2 separate regions of the Mus musculus genome follow, and region 2 is linked to region 1. The links are chromatin contacts, called in public promoter capture Hi-C maps. All regions are on one chromosome and are shown on one strand. The core of a region is the stretch at or near the end of the contact, and the rest is flanking DNA. Distances in the headings are between cores, read along the strand shown.

What was found. Promoter capture Hi-C pulls out the DNA fragments that hold promoters and counts their contacts.
Region 2: a contact with region 1 is called in a promoter capture Hi-C map of stem cell-derived epiblast-like cells, with 2.7 times the contacts expected there. The contact joins the promoter of Wdr47 here to the promoter of Atxn7l2 in region 1. A contact is called at or near these places in 11 of 39 promoter capture datasets (the 3T3-L1 cell line, the C10 cell line, cranial neural crest and 5 more), 3 of 484 Hi-C or Micro-C datasets (CD8 T cells, embryonic stem cells and regulatory T cells), 7 of 115 datasets of contacts at active chromatin or transcription factors (astrocytes, bone marrow-derived macrophages, craniofacial prominence and 4 more) and 2 of 9 other capture datasets (liver and pancreatic islet).

Annotation. Positions count from the first base shown.
Region 1 is chr3:108,208,124-108,214,782 of GRCm38.p6, forward strand. It overlaps Atxn7l2 (ataxin 7-like 2), which reads right to left and starts at 2,404. Exons shown (of 11, transcript NM_001289545.1): 1 at 2,222-2,404; 2 at 317-382. The coding sequence starts at 2,348. Sypl2 (synaptophysin-like 2) reads right to left here. Exons shown (of 6, transcript NM_008596.1): 6 at 4,143-6,559. The coding sequence ends at 6,413.
Region 2 is chr3:108,588,356-108,594,770 of GRCm38.p6, forward strand. It overlaps Wdr47 (WD repeat domain 47), which reads left to right and starts at 2,923. Exons shown (of 15, transcript NM_181400.3): 1 at 2,923-3,242.

The DNA of each region.
Region 1 (6,659 bases), core at 1,154-3,653:
AAGGAACACTCTCAACGCCACCACTTAGAAGACGCTCAGCCTTCCAACTGATAGTTCTGCTGGACGCTCCCAGCCTCCCCAGTCCATCTGACCAGACCCAAAGTGTATGGGCTTTCCTGTATGTGGGCACCAACCACACGTGATTAGGATCACCACCAGCAGGTCCCAGGGGCCAGGACAACTGACTGACTCAGACTTATCAAAAGGAGGTTTCTTCCCCCAGCAGTCCCGCTGCTGCTTCAAGCTCCTTCCTCCAGTGGGAGAGGGAAAGCTTGGTCCACGTTCCCGACACCCAGCCTCTGTGCAGGACTCCCACCTTCTTTAATGAGGGTCATGGCGTCAAGTTTCTTCGTGTTTTTGCTGTTCTCCTCTAGTTCAGCCCCTGGAGGAGAAGCACAGTTGAGGATGCCCACCCGAGTCCCAGAACCCAGCAGGGCCTGCAGCCCAATGGTATGAAGCCCACATTCCCAGACAAGCACTCAGAATTCCTGAAGACACTTTCCACGGGTCACTCACAAATGCCTATGATGACCCCATTAAGGATCACAGTGACCCTTCACTCCCGGGTACAGTACAGAGTTAGTTCCACGGCTGACTAGATGGGCCACTATGGGTAAATGTCTCTTTTCTGGGCCTTGCTTCCCCCATTTAAAAGGGAAATGGTTCTAAAATTTTTCTACAGGTCCCTTTTGAGACTGCTCGCATGGGTCCTTTCTTCTACTCTGTGGCATCCCAGACAAATGCCCTCCCAGATCCCCACCCCCATAAACTCATTTTGCTCCACCCAAGTTACCATAGTATCATCAAAGTTACACTCAGCTTCTCAGGTCCTGCACTGATAGGATGGCCATAGAGTAGAAAAACTGTTGTCTTTGGACCCTTTGGCATCTTCAAAGTCTCCTTGATCAGCTACGCAAGCCCCTCCCCTTCTTAGGGGGGCTTTGTCCAGGGGTTGCCCTTGTACCTCAGTTTCTGGGTTAATGACAAAAACATCTTAGCTGTGCAAAGCAGCTCTTTCCCCATCCCCCTACCTCACTCCTCGCCCCCCTCCTCTAAGCCCCCTCCCTGTCCCTTGGGGTGGGGGTGGGGGGATCAATTCTGAGTCACCAAATCTGAGTCCATTTCCAGTTCTCAGTGCACCTAGACCCAGCGAGGGCCCCATCTTAGCCCACTCAGCATGGGGGCAGTCCAAGGGTGGCCTGTATGCCCATCTAGGATGACTCTCTAATGCTCACTAACAGAGTGGCCCCTTTCTAGGATGAGAAGATTATTGGCAATCATAATACCCAGATGTAAGTGGTAGTGGGTTAGGCATGCAAAAGATAAGGGGCAGCTCCCACTCTTTTAAGTCCCTTAAATTCAAGTGTGGGGAATGACAGAACAGAGCTGTAAGTCAGAGGTCTCAAAAGAGAACAAGTGGCATTAGAGACCGCTCCATGAGATCTCCTCCTCCACCTCTTCTCACTTGCAAACTTCTTCAGGGGTGTGATGCTTGTTGTCACCCCGAAAGGCCACGAGGCCAGGTGCTCCCTGGGGCCCAGGAGACAAAGATCAGAAGGGGCTGCAGGCCTGCTCACCAAAGACACTCAAGGGCCTACAGAAAATAGGGGTCAAGGAAGAGAGCCAAGGGGCAGGACAAGAGGCCCAGGAAAGGATGGAGGCTTGGAGTCATGTATGGATGGACTGATAGAGGGAGGTCGGGAGGATGGATGGATGGATGGATGGAGGATGGATGAACTAAAGCAGAGGGGGCGGGGGTTCGGGAAAACTGAGCAGACAGGGAGACGTTGAAAGAAGCTAAGGTGCGGGGCAAAAGGCGAAGAATCAAGTGGGTGGGGAGGGGGGCACAGAAGTGGGGTGCGTGGGAAACACGTGGAGAGGACTGTTGCAGATGGGTAGAGCCGGAGCAGGTGCAGAACCGAAAAAAGCTGGAGGACGGCTCACGAGAAGAAAGATAAAGGCAAGTAAAGTGGGGGGCAGGTACTGTACACCCGCAGAGACAGAGGTGGGCAGGGTGGGCTGCGAGCGATACGCCGGCGCTAGGACCCGGAGGCGCGAAGGTGTCTGAGCAGGCGGGCACTAGGACCCGGCGGGTCCTTTGTTTGGGGGGCCGGGGAGCCGGACGGCGGCTCTAGTCGGCGGCTCCCCTCAGCTGGAGGGGGCCCTGGGGGGGAGGGGAGATAGTGATGGGGTCCCCGGATTCTAATGTGTCTGTACTCACCGTCTGCCGCAGGCAGGTCGGCCCGCTCCACCCACGAGCTCCAGCTCTGTCCCGCGAAGTCATCGAGACTCGGCACTCGCCGCTCCAGAGCGGCCATTGCTGCCACCGCGCGTTCACGCACCGCCATCACCGCCGCGGACGCGCGCCCGCCCTGGCGCCGCCGCCGCGCGGCCCCCTCCCCCCACCCTCCGACCGGGGGCACGCCTCCCTCTCCCCCTACCTTGCCAGTTCACTCTCTGCGCAAGCGCAGCTCGTGCCTCCTGCCACTACCTCACTCTCAACACAGCTTTCTGGGAAGTGTAGTTGCGGAGGGGTGGCGATGCTTACGGAGCTAGCCGAGGGATCCCTTCCGAAATGCACAATCGCACGCGGGGAAGGAGAGATCAAAGCCTCGGGATATCCTCTTTCAACCCCTCCGTACACGTCCTTTGTGCCACTAGTTCACTCTCCCAAACTTACTGCGCATACCCGAGCCCCAAACCTCTTTCTGCCCAAGATACTCTTCTAAAGCCGTGCATCCGCCAGCTGGCTGGCGCCCCTTCCTGGGCTGGCGGCCACGAAGCGCCTCTGCACCCCTGTAGATCGAATAGGGTAGGTGCAAGGAGGTGGGCGCAGTGAATCAGAAGGGCAAGGGGAGGGAGTGTGCAGGACGTGCTGAAGGACACAGGGCTTGGGGTGGGGGAGGGCCACAGCTCCTGTGCTGTTCCTCTATGGGAAACGCACGCTGCCTTGATGCAGAACGGAGGTTTGGAGTACTGTGTCTTAGGTTTGGGAGGACCTGGCTGAGCTTGCTAAGATCACCTGTCAGTATGACAGAAGGCTATCGCCGATCCAGAACCAGCCCCAGAACTAGGGTAGCCCCAAGGCTGCTGGTGTTTGCAGTGTCTCTGCTGATCGTCTCTCTCCTCCTGGGAACTACAATCGATAACCTGCACCGCCTCTTCCCAAATCCTGGCTGGACCCTGACTCCATTCATCATTTTGGCTTCTTTTTCTAGTGAATCTTTTCACCGCTGGAAAAGCTGCTATTGAAGCCTTGGCATAGGGAGGTTTCTCATATCTATCTTTTCTTTTCTTTCTTTCTTTCTTTCTTTCTTTCTTTCTTTCTTTCTTTCTTTCTTTTTTTCTGCTAAGGTCCAGAAAGTACCTTAATCACCCACCTTCTCAGCTGATAATATTTCTTCCCACCCTCACAGAAGAGACAAAAATCTACCTTCATCTCCGTCCCCATTCTCATTGGAAATTAAATATTAATCCTCTTTTTCTTTGACTACCTCACCCATCACGCCATATTGCATCCCTTTGCCTAAAATGAAGCCAAGTTTGGGAGCAATTAAGTCAAGGTCTGTGACTTTCTGCCTCCCATATAAGAGCAGTTTAACTACATAAAGAATAACATCTGAGGGCAGAAGTTCTAAACCTAAGACCCACCCAGAGGTGGTCCCTAAGAGGCCCAGAAACCTGATGAGACTAAATGTAAAACTGTGCCCAAGTACATTTTTCTAGAGAATGTAAATGTGACATGTGACTGTCTGAGGAGATGGATAGGTGTGAGTTTGTGCAGCGTGAACACTACAGTGAGAAGAGGGAAGCATATGGCCCTCGATTTGTCCTTTGGGTCACAGATGGTAGGAGAGCAAACGGAGGCAGCATTGTGGAAGCCACTGTCTTTTGCCTTTTGAGTTTGGTCCAAGTTTGCTAATGAGTCTTGGTTTCTTTGGAGTAATTGGGTGCCGCCAAAAGAGTCGATGTCACTAGACTGGGGCTTGCCAGAAGCAATTGCCTAGCCAGCAGACTCTGTTGCCTGGGGTTCAGAGTTGCAAGGAGAGGAGTGTCTTGGTAGAAATGCTGAAATTTGTCCAAGAACATAGAGCGAGGGAAAAGGAGAAGGGGAAAAAAATCCCCAGAAGTCCTCTGGTCTTGGCTTCTTCTTGGCAAATGTTCGCAGCACTGTTTATTCAAATGTGTAGTAACAAGCACCACAGAACAACATGCAACATTCTCCCCACATCCTCGATCTGCAATCCCAGAAATAGGAGGCCCATGGTCAGGATGTTGAAGGGGACTCATGTCTAAGAAAGGTCCTGGATAGGCGTCTCCACATGGTAAAGTCTACCAGGGCAAAGGGCAAGTTCCCTGCTTGTTGGCCTCCTGCAATAGCTAGAGAAACCAGACACCTCTCCCGCTTCAGGCCTGACTAGGCAAAGTGGTGGTGCCAGCCCTGGTTGGAGAGGACACGAGTCTCATGAGGACAGAGCTGCCCTTGGCACTTACTGCTGCCCAGCCCCCTGGAGGTAATGAGGTGAACTGGTCTTTCCTCTTCCGGCGGCCATGGAAAGACCATAGCCTAAATCAAGACTCTCTTGGCCATAGCCAGACTCTTGCCAGGAAGAGCCTTTTCAACCCTAGAGCGAGCCCTGGAGTACGAATGCTCGGTGGGAGTGGATAACTCCTACTCTAAAGTAGTTGATGGGCCAGTTGCTAACTTGGGCCCCAAATGAGAACACTTTATCCGTCACAGTTCAAATAAATTATAAATATAGACGCAGAATCCAAACACAGTTTGAGTCGAAGCTGCTCCCAGATCCCCACAGGGACTTGTTTGAAGAAAAATGGTCACTCTTTTGTTCTTTGTACCTCTGGAGCTGGAGGCAAAACTGTCTCCCTTGTCCTTAAGTAACCATGGGGACAACTTAGGATAGAGAGTTTCAGATTTAGGATCATTCTCACCCTCATCAAATTTTCCCCTCCTTAAATCTTTTCCCTAAAATCTTAAGCAGAAAACAAAAATTCCAAATTATTTTACTGAATGGCTCGGGAGCATCTGAAAGTGTGTAAATATCCTACTTCCTCTGAAGGGTGGGGGAATTGTAACCCAAAGAAGAAATGAACAGCCCAAAGTTAAGGATTCTGAGCCCTGGGCCCCCAAGAAATACATCTTGATGTGGGTAGCATTGAGGAAGGCAAGGGGGTTGGAGAGGGTCGATCATGTCATGAGGACAGGTTGGCACAAGGTACATTCATCTTTGGGGTGCTAAGTGGGACAATTGCCACTAAATTGGGAAACGGCTGGTTTCTTCCTTCTTTATCATCTTTCCCTAAGCAACCCTACTGCCAGGGTAGATCAAGGGGTTTTGATCTGGGTAAAAGGCAGATGGCATTTGCCCAGTTGGTACCCTCTGGCCTTCGGGCCCAAAGAGGGATGACAGGAGGAATCAGGGAGAGGAGACACACCAAAGACAAATATGGATCTGGGTCCCGAAATGAAGAAGCACCAATAGCATCGGGCTGCCCAGGACTGGGGAAGGATGGGGCCTGGCTACTGCATGGAGGCGAGAGACAAGGACAGATAACCCTCTTTGTAAAGATGGGACAGAAAGGTTTGAAAGAACTAGAAAAGGTGCTGGCTTGAGAAAATGAACAGACGGTAAGGGACAGGTGGGCCCATGTATCCTTGTCCCGGGACTCCTGGGCATCTCATGTCACGATGGTCCTTCAGGCCCTCCCAAAGCCCACAAAACCAAGGCCGAGAAGGAGAAGGGAGTAAGGGGTTTCATGAGTAAGTGGTGTATAGGGTGCTACCGAAAGTGTTCCAGCTGAGGGAAAGGAAGGGCTGAGGGAACAGAAAACTTATTCTGCCAGCAACTTTCCTCACTTTCTTCCTTGGTGCTGCAATGTACTTGCAACTCTCTCTGCTCCCATTGGGTCCGGGTCTCATGTGGACCCTTAGAGGGACCTCTGATAGGATAATGGGTCTCCCTGCTTCACACATGGTGGGAGCACACTGGGCTCTGGGAGGGCTAGAGATAGGATACAGATTAGATGCCAGTTATTGAGGGATGCCACAAAATCACTGGTGGGCCCTCCACACAGAACTCAGGGCAAGGTTGCCAGTCAGCTTCCCCAAGTAAGATGCTTCAGTCCAGGCAGCAGACAAGAAGCACTGAGATCCTGCCGTTTGCTGCCCCAGCAGGATGAGGGATAGGAAGCCAGTGGAGGTCTGCCCAGGTTACCAACAGCTGATGCCCACCCATCCATTCTCTCAAATCTCAAAGTCCAGAATGATGGGGGAAGGGAGTTGGAGGAGGAGGGAGAGGAGGAGCAGGAGGAAGAGGAAGAGGAGGAGGTCCTGTAGAAGCTGGAGGAGCTGACAAGGTGCCGTCCAGTTGGGGAGTAGGCAGATGAAGGCTGCTTACTGCTTCTCCACTGCCCCCTGCTCCGCTGCACTCTCCTGGCTGGGGCCCTGGCCCTGGTCCTGGCCTTGTCCGTGCCACGGGGTCTCTTTGAACACAAACCAACAGTTTCCAGCCCACAGGAAGAAGTTGATAAAGCCAAAGAGCTACAAAAGAAATCAGGAGAGTCTGTGAGAATAGTCAGGAAAGTGCTACATGAGAAACGGGAGGAGGAGAAGCACAGAGAACTTGGTATAGAGACAGGGC
Region 2 (6,415 bases), core at 1,673-4,172, 380 kb after region 1:
CCAAGTCCCTCTTCATGGAGTTTAGGTTCAATCAGAGGGCCAGAAGCATGCATTGGCTAAGCCCTCTTGGTCTGGATTTCTGCCTCTGGCAGTGTAACCAGATGTCAACATTGTTGGAAATCTTCCTGGGGCGCCCCCCACCCCCCCAGACAAGGTCTTCCTCTGGCTGGCACCAGGCCTTTCCCAGCGTGAGATTCCCAGTGAAATTCTAATTTCCTAGGGACTAGTCTCAAGAGTCTGGTAACTGAAAGGAGGGGCCCACATTTCCCTTCAAATGTCTTCATTCCTGCCAAGCTGCTTGTGGTGGTCTGAATGAGAATGGCCCCCTATGCTCAAATATTTGAATGCTTAGTTACCAGGGAGTTACACTATTAGAAAGAATTCAAAGAGTTAGGAGGTGCTGCCTTGTTGGAGGAAGTGTGTCACTGGGGGTGGGGTTTAAGATTTTAAAAGCCCATGCCAGGCCCAGAGTCTCTTGGCCTAAATTCAGGATGTCTGTTTTCAGCTGTTCCTCTAGTATCTGCCTGTAGGCTGTCTTGCTTCTTGTCATGTTGATAATGGACTGAAGCTCTGAAACTGTGAGCCAGTCCCAGATAAAAGGTTTTTTCCTCTTAATTTATTTATTTATTATATGTAAGTACATTGTAGCTGTCTTTAGACACACCAGAAGAAGGCATCAGATCTCATTACAGATGGTTGTGAGCCACCATGTGGTTGCTGGGAATTGAACTCAGGACCTCTGGAAGAGCAGTCAGTGCTCTTAACTGCTGAGCCATCTCTCCATCCCTAGAAGCTTTTTCTTATAACACTTGCCTTCATCAGGTGGTCTCTTTAGAGCAATAGAATAGTGACTAAGATACTATATGATTTTCTTCTAGGATTTAGGTGAACTGGGCAATTGATGTTTTGAAGTTCAGATATTTTAATTTCTCCCTGAAATTAAAAATGTTCTCTCTACAACTTTTAAACTACGACTTATCTTTTTGGGTTTCCCTCCTCCTCCCTCTCCTCCTCTCCCTCCTCCTCTCCCTCCTCCTTCCTCTTCTCCCCCTCTTCTGTGCATGTGTATATGTGTATGAAGCCAGAATTGATAGTGCTTGACTCTGATCACTCTTCATCCTATTCATTAAGGCAACGTTTCTCCTTGACAGAGTTTGACAGTTAGTCAGCTTGTGTCCCTCACTCCCATGATCCATCTCTGCTTCTGAAGCTCCGGGTTTACAGGTGGCCACCAGCCTTGAATAACTACTGATGATCCAAACCCTGTTCTTCATGACTGCATGGCAAGCACTAACCACAGACCCATCTCTGCAGTCCCATCTTATTTTGAGACAGACTCTTACTATGTAGCTGGGCTCAGACTGGCCTCCAATCTGCAATACTCTTTATCCTGCTGGAATTACAGGCATGCACCAACATACTTGGTCTTTAAAGTATTGTATTTATTTATTGGATATGTTATGTGCATACACAATGCTGTGACTCACCTGGCCATTTATCTTGAACTGGATTTTTTGTCTGTTTGTTTTTGAGGTCCCAGCCTTTGCTGGCTGGAACTCATTATGTAAACCAGGCCAGGTAAATCTCTCATAAGTCTACCTCTGCCTCCTGAGTTCTGGATTCTTTATGCTAAGGTTCCTGGAGGTTCAGCTCCTTGAGCAGTACGTATCTGGGGGAATACTACTACACAAATGTGTAGGAGTGAGGTTACTACTGTAAATAAAAGGGCAGTTCAAAACAGCAGCCTTGTTAAGTGCTTCAAGATAGGATTAGCTTTACACATGGAGAGCCTGGAAGGGGATGGTTTTCATGGAGGGAGATGGAGTACGGAAAAGGGCAAGGAAGGAGTATTTATTTCACTTAAGCTTTATTAGTTAATCGTTGGAGTAGAATTAAGAGTCAAACCCAGTGCACAGAAGACATTTGGAAGTGTCAGACAGGTTGTCCTAGCTACTTTTTTTATTGATGTGATGAAACACCACGACCAAGGCAACTTATAAAAGACAGCATTTAATTTTTAGCTCAGGGTTCCAGAGGGTTAGTTCATGACGGTCTTGGCAGTGAATGTGCCAGCAGACAGGGAGGCCTGATGCTGGAGCAGTTGCTAACAGCTTACACGTGATCCACAAGCACCAGACATAAAACGAAGAAAAGGCTGGCTTGGGACTGGAGAGATGGCTCAGCGGTTAAGAACACTGACTGCTCTATTTGGAGGTCCTGAGTTCAAATCCTGACAACCACATGGTGGCTCACAACCATCCATAGTGAGATCTGATGCCCTCTTCTGGGGTGTCTGGCGACAGCTACAGTGTACTTACATATAATAAATAAATCTTACAAAAAAAAAAAAAAGCCAGAAAGGACTGGCTCTTGAAACCTCCAAGACCACCCTCAGTGACATCTCTTCCAACTTGTTCACACCTAATCCAGTGGTTCTCAACCTTCCTAATGCTGCGACTCTTTAATACAGTTGCTCATCTTTTGGTGGCCTCCTCACCCCCAGCCATAAAATTATTTTCGTTGCTACTTCAGACCAGTTGGTTACTGCTATGAATTGAAATTATATGATATGTTACCCTCCTAGGAGGTGTTGGGACCCATACGTTGAGAACTGCTATCCTTATCTTTTCCTGTCAGTCCAGTAACTGGGGACAAGCATTCAAATGCATGAGTATGGGGGCAATTCTCATTCAAACTACCACACCTGTCCACGCTATTTTGGGACATAACATAGCGTCACCCGAAGGTTCTGGGCCTACATTCTCCTTACAGTCATCTCCTAAACCATAAGAGCAGAGAAGGCGAGGGCCAGGAGCCTCCAGGCGTCAGTCTTAGATTCTGCCCGCCCCCGTGTTAGGCCCCGCCTCTAGGCCCCGCCCTACCCTCCTGGGCTGGCCCAGCCGACTCTTCTGCTCAGGCACCTGCCTAGCCGCCTCGCGAGGAGGGGTCCTGAGGCGGCTCCAGGGACGAGCAGTGATTGGCTGCAGCTGGCGGCTGGAGCTCCGTTCCAGCGGCGCTTGACAACCGCAGTCCGCGGAGCGGAGCGGTCGGAGGCGGGATCGGGGCGGACGCGAGCAGGACCGGCTGACGAGCTGATGGATTGACGTGCGGGCTGCTTAGCCCAGACCGCCGCCCTCGCGCTCGCGCCTTAGACTGGAATTGGCTGTCTCGGGGCTCTGGCCGCCGGCCTCTCCTCCGCGTTTTCCTCCACCGCTTCTGCCGGCTCCGCCCGGAGCTCTCAGGTGAGCGGATTCCAGGAGGCGGGGGCGGGCCGCCGTGCACCGTGGGTTGCCATGGTCACCCGTCGCCACCTGTCACTAGCCTGATGCGGCGCAGACCCCACAGCCCCTTGGGCGGCGTTCGCAGCCGGGAGGAGTGTCTTGGGTAGGCTTTGGTGGCGACTGCGAGAAGATGGGATGCGGGCGAGGCCCGGGTGTCTCGGGGACAGGACCTGGGACCCGCCAGGCAATCTATCCAGGCCGCCACTGCTGGACCACACCTTCCCCTACTTGCCAGTCTGATTCGGGCGGCTGGGCGATGCCCCTCGCCCTGGTATGGAGTATCCACCTCGCCGCTGCTGAGGGGCGCGAGGAGGGCTGACTGGGCTGCATCTGCCTCGCCCCTCTATTGGGCTGGGGCGAGACTGAGGGCTGCGCGCTGGTCCCTTTCCCTGCTCGCCTTGGCCGGCGAATGGGTAGGGAGTGGCGGGGTTGAGGGTTTGTGGGGGATCCGGGTTTGCCCTTTCTGACGCCAGGCCAGTGGCTGTTAGGAGCAGTCCTGTGGGGTCTGGGAGGGTGGGGACAGGGGCATCGACTGAATTTCGAACGTGATTTGTTCCCGGGGACGCCTGCGTAAGACACCGGAGGTTATGGAACTCAGAGGGTTAAGCTGCTTAGCTGTATTGGGGAGAAAAAGATTGGGGCTCTAGCTCTGGGACGACGCCTTTGGCAAAGGGGTAGGAACCAAGTAGGCAGCGGCAGTATTTGACCTGATGATTTCCCCCCTGTACATCCAGACATGCAGCTAGTAACTACGAAGGGTGTCGTCTGAGGGGAGCTTTTTTTTTTTTTTTTTTTTTTTGGCAACTTGGTTCTCACTGCATAATGAGAGGAGAAGTCTTTGTTCCACCCAGATTCATCGGTTGAAATCCTGACACTTAGTTTCCCCCCTTTGTTGTAGAGAGTTCATAGAATGCTATAAAAAGTTAATGGCACAGGAATTAACATACAGGTTTAAAAGGGCTGTAAATCTTTTTCACAGATAATACCACTTCTTTTTTTTGGGGGGGGGTCTCAAGTGTTGGCATATGTTATGTTAGCATTTTACTAGAAAGGAGAAACGCCTAGCAGTCGAATTTTCTTTATATGGCACATTCTGGAGGTCTTATTTAGGTGGGAGATATAACGAATCATTGTGCATTAAGGTTTGGAGGAGGGGGAGGAACATTGCTTCCAACAACAAAGTAACACGTAAATGGGAAAGACAAGGAAATAATCCATAACAGTATATGTAAGGCAAACAACCAGATCATGAACTTGAATTGGGCTGCCATTACTGAGTGTGTGTGTGTGTGTGTGTGTGTGTGAGAGAGAGAGAGAGAGAGAGAGAGAGAGAGATTTAACTTATTTCCCACCTTGCCACTTTTCTAGGTTTTTTTTTTTTTTTGTGAAAATCAGTAGTAGGAATGTATCATAAGAGAGCAAGAGTGCTAATCAGTGTTTGCAGTTACATAATTGTGCAGTTTCTTTCTGTTTGTCAAATAGTTTGTTATTGAATGGACACCGTATGACTTGTTTAGTATATGCTACAGTTTGAAAAGCAAATAAGAAATATGTCAAAATAAGAAAAATGTCCAATTTTCCTTGGTAGGTCAGTTGCCTGAAAATCAGATTGCCTGGATGGAAGCTTCTCTTTGCTTCTGTAATTACAGTCTTGGAAGAGATATTTATCCTACCATTGACCTTGTTTTCTTATTCTGTGAAATAGGGATAATGCCTGGTGTTGTTTTAGTCTGAGAGTGGACTGTGATGTTGAATAAATCAGTTCAGTTGCAAGTGCTTTGGAAAATATTAAGGAATCTGTTGACTACCTTTTACCAGAGGGGAACACTGAGAGGGAGTATTATCATTTTCTGTGTAATCTTTTTAACATTTCTAGATTCAAGACCTTTTTTATTACAGTGGCCTTAAAAGGCTTATGAGAAAAATGGAGGCGTTTCCTCATTCTCAGTAGAGGGTTTGCTTCAGTTGTGGTGATGTGGGGAAGGAGGGTTTTGCTTTTGTATATGAGTTAGTGATACTTTCTTGCAAATAAGGCTACTGCTAATAACTGAGGAGTTATATTTGGCACTAGATAATCCTCACTGCAGGTCACAGGTTCATGACTAATGCAAACATAACTTTATCCCCTCTGACCTAAGTTTTTCAAATTGAGGTATTGACACTAATTCAGGCTGGGTCTGTAGTTCAGTGGCTGAGTACTGTCTAGCTTGATTCCCAGAACAACAGAAATAAAGTTCTGTTGAATAAGCTTCAGTATTCAAGAAAAAGATCTGTAGGTGTGTAAATGACACATGAAATAGTCCTTAATTTCATTTGAAGAATTGGATAAATTCATACAAATCAAAGATGACACAAAGAGAAGGCAATATTAACATTAATTTCTAAGATAACATTTAGAGATTTCAAAATAGACTTCCTGTTGGACTTGACTGAAGCTAAGTGAATTCTAAGCTGTGTTTAGTTTTTTTCTGTCCTAAGTGCAAAAGTTTAAGAAGCTTTGTTTTAGGCATTCTTAATTAATGAATGGAAAATCCTCACATAGCACAGGAAAAACGGCCTTTTTCATTTTTACAGTTCCAATTTTAAAAAGGTTCACCGTTACTTAAATTCTAACTTCCCCTCTTGGTTTTATGTTTTTTTATTTGTATGCCCTGGACCTCTCCATAGAGCAGGCTGGCTTCCAACATACAACATCTGCCTGCCTCTGCCTCCCAAGGAGTGTTGGGACTAAAGGTGTGTGCCATCACTGTCCACCTTATTCCCTCTTGTTTGTTTATTTTTTAAGATTTATTTATTTTATTTTATTTTATGTATATGAGTATACTGTAACTGTACTGATGGTTGTGAGCCGTCATGCGGTTGCTGAGAATTTTATTCAGGACCTCTGTTCGCTCCAGCCCCGCTCGCTCCGGCCCTGCTCACTTTGGCCCTGCTCGCTCTGGCCCAAAGATTTATTTATTATTAAATGTAAGTACACTGTAGCTGTCTTCAGACACACCAGAAGAGGGCATCAGATCTCATTACGGATGGTTGTGAGCCACCATGTGTTTGCTGGGATTTGAACTCAGGATCTTCGGAAGAGTAGTCAGTGCTCTTAACCACTGAGCCATCTCTCCAGCCCTCCCTCTTGTTTT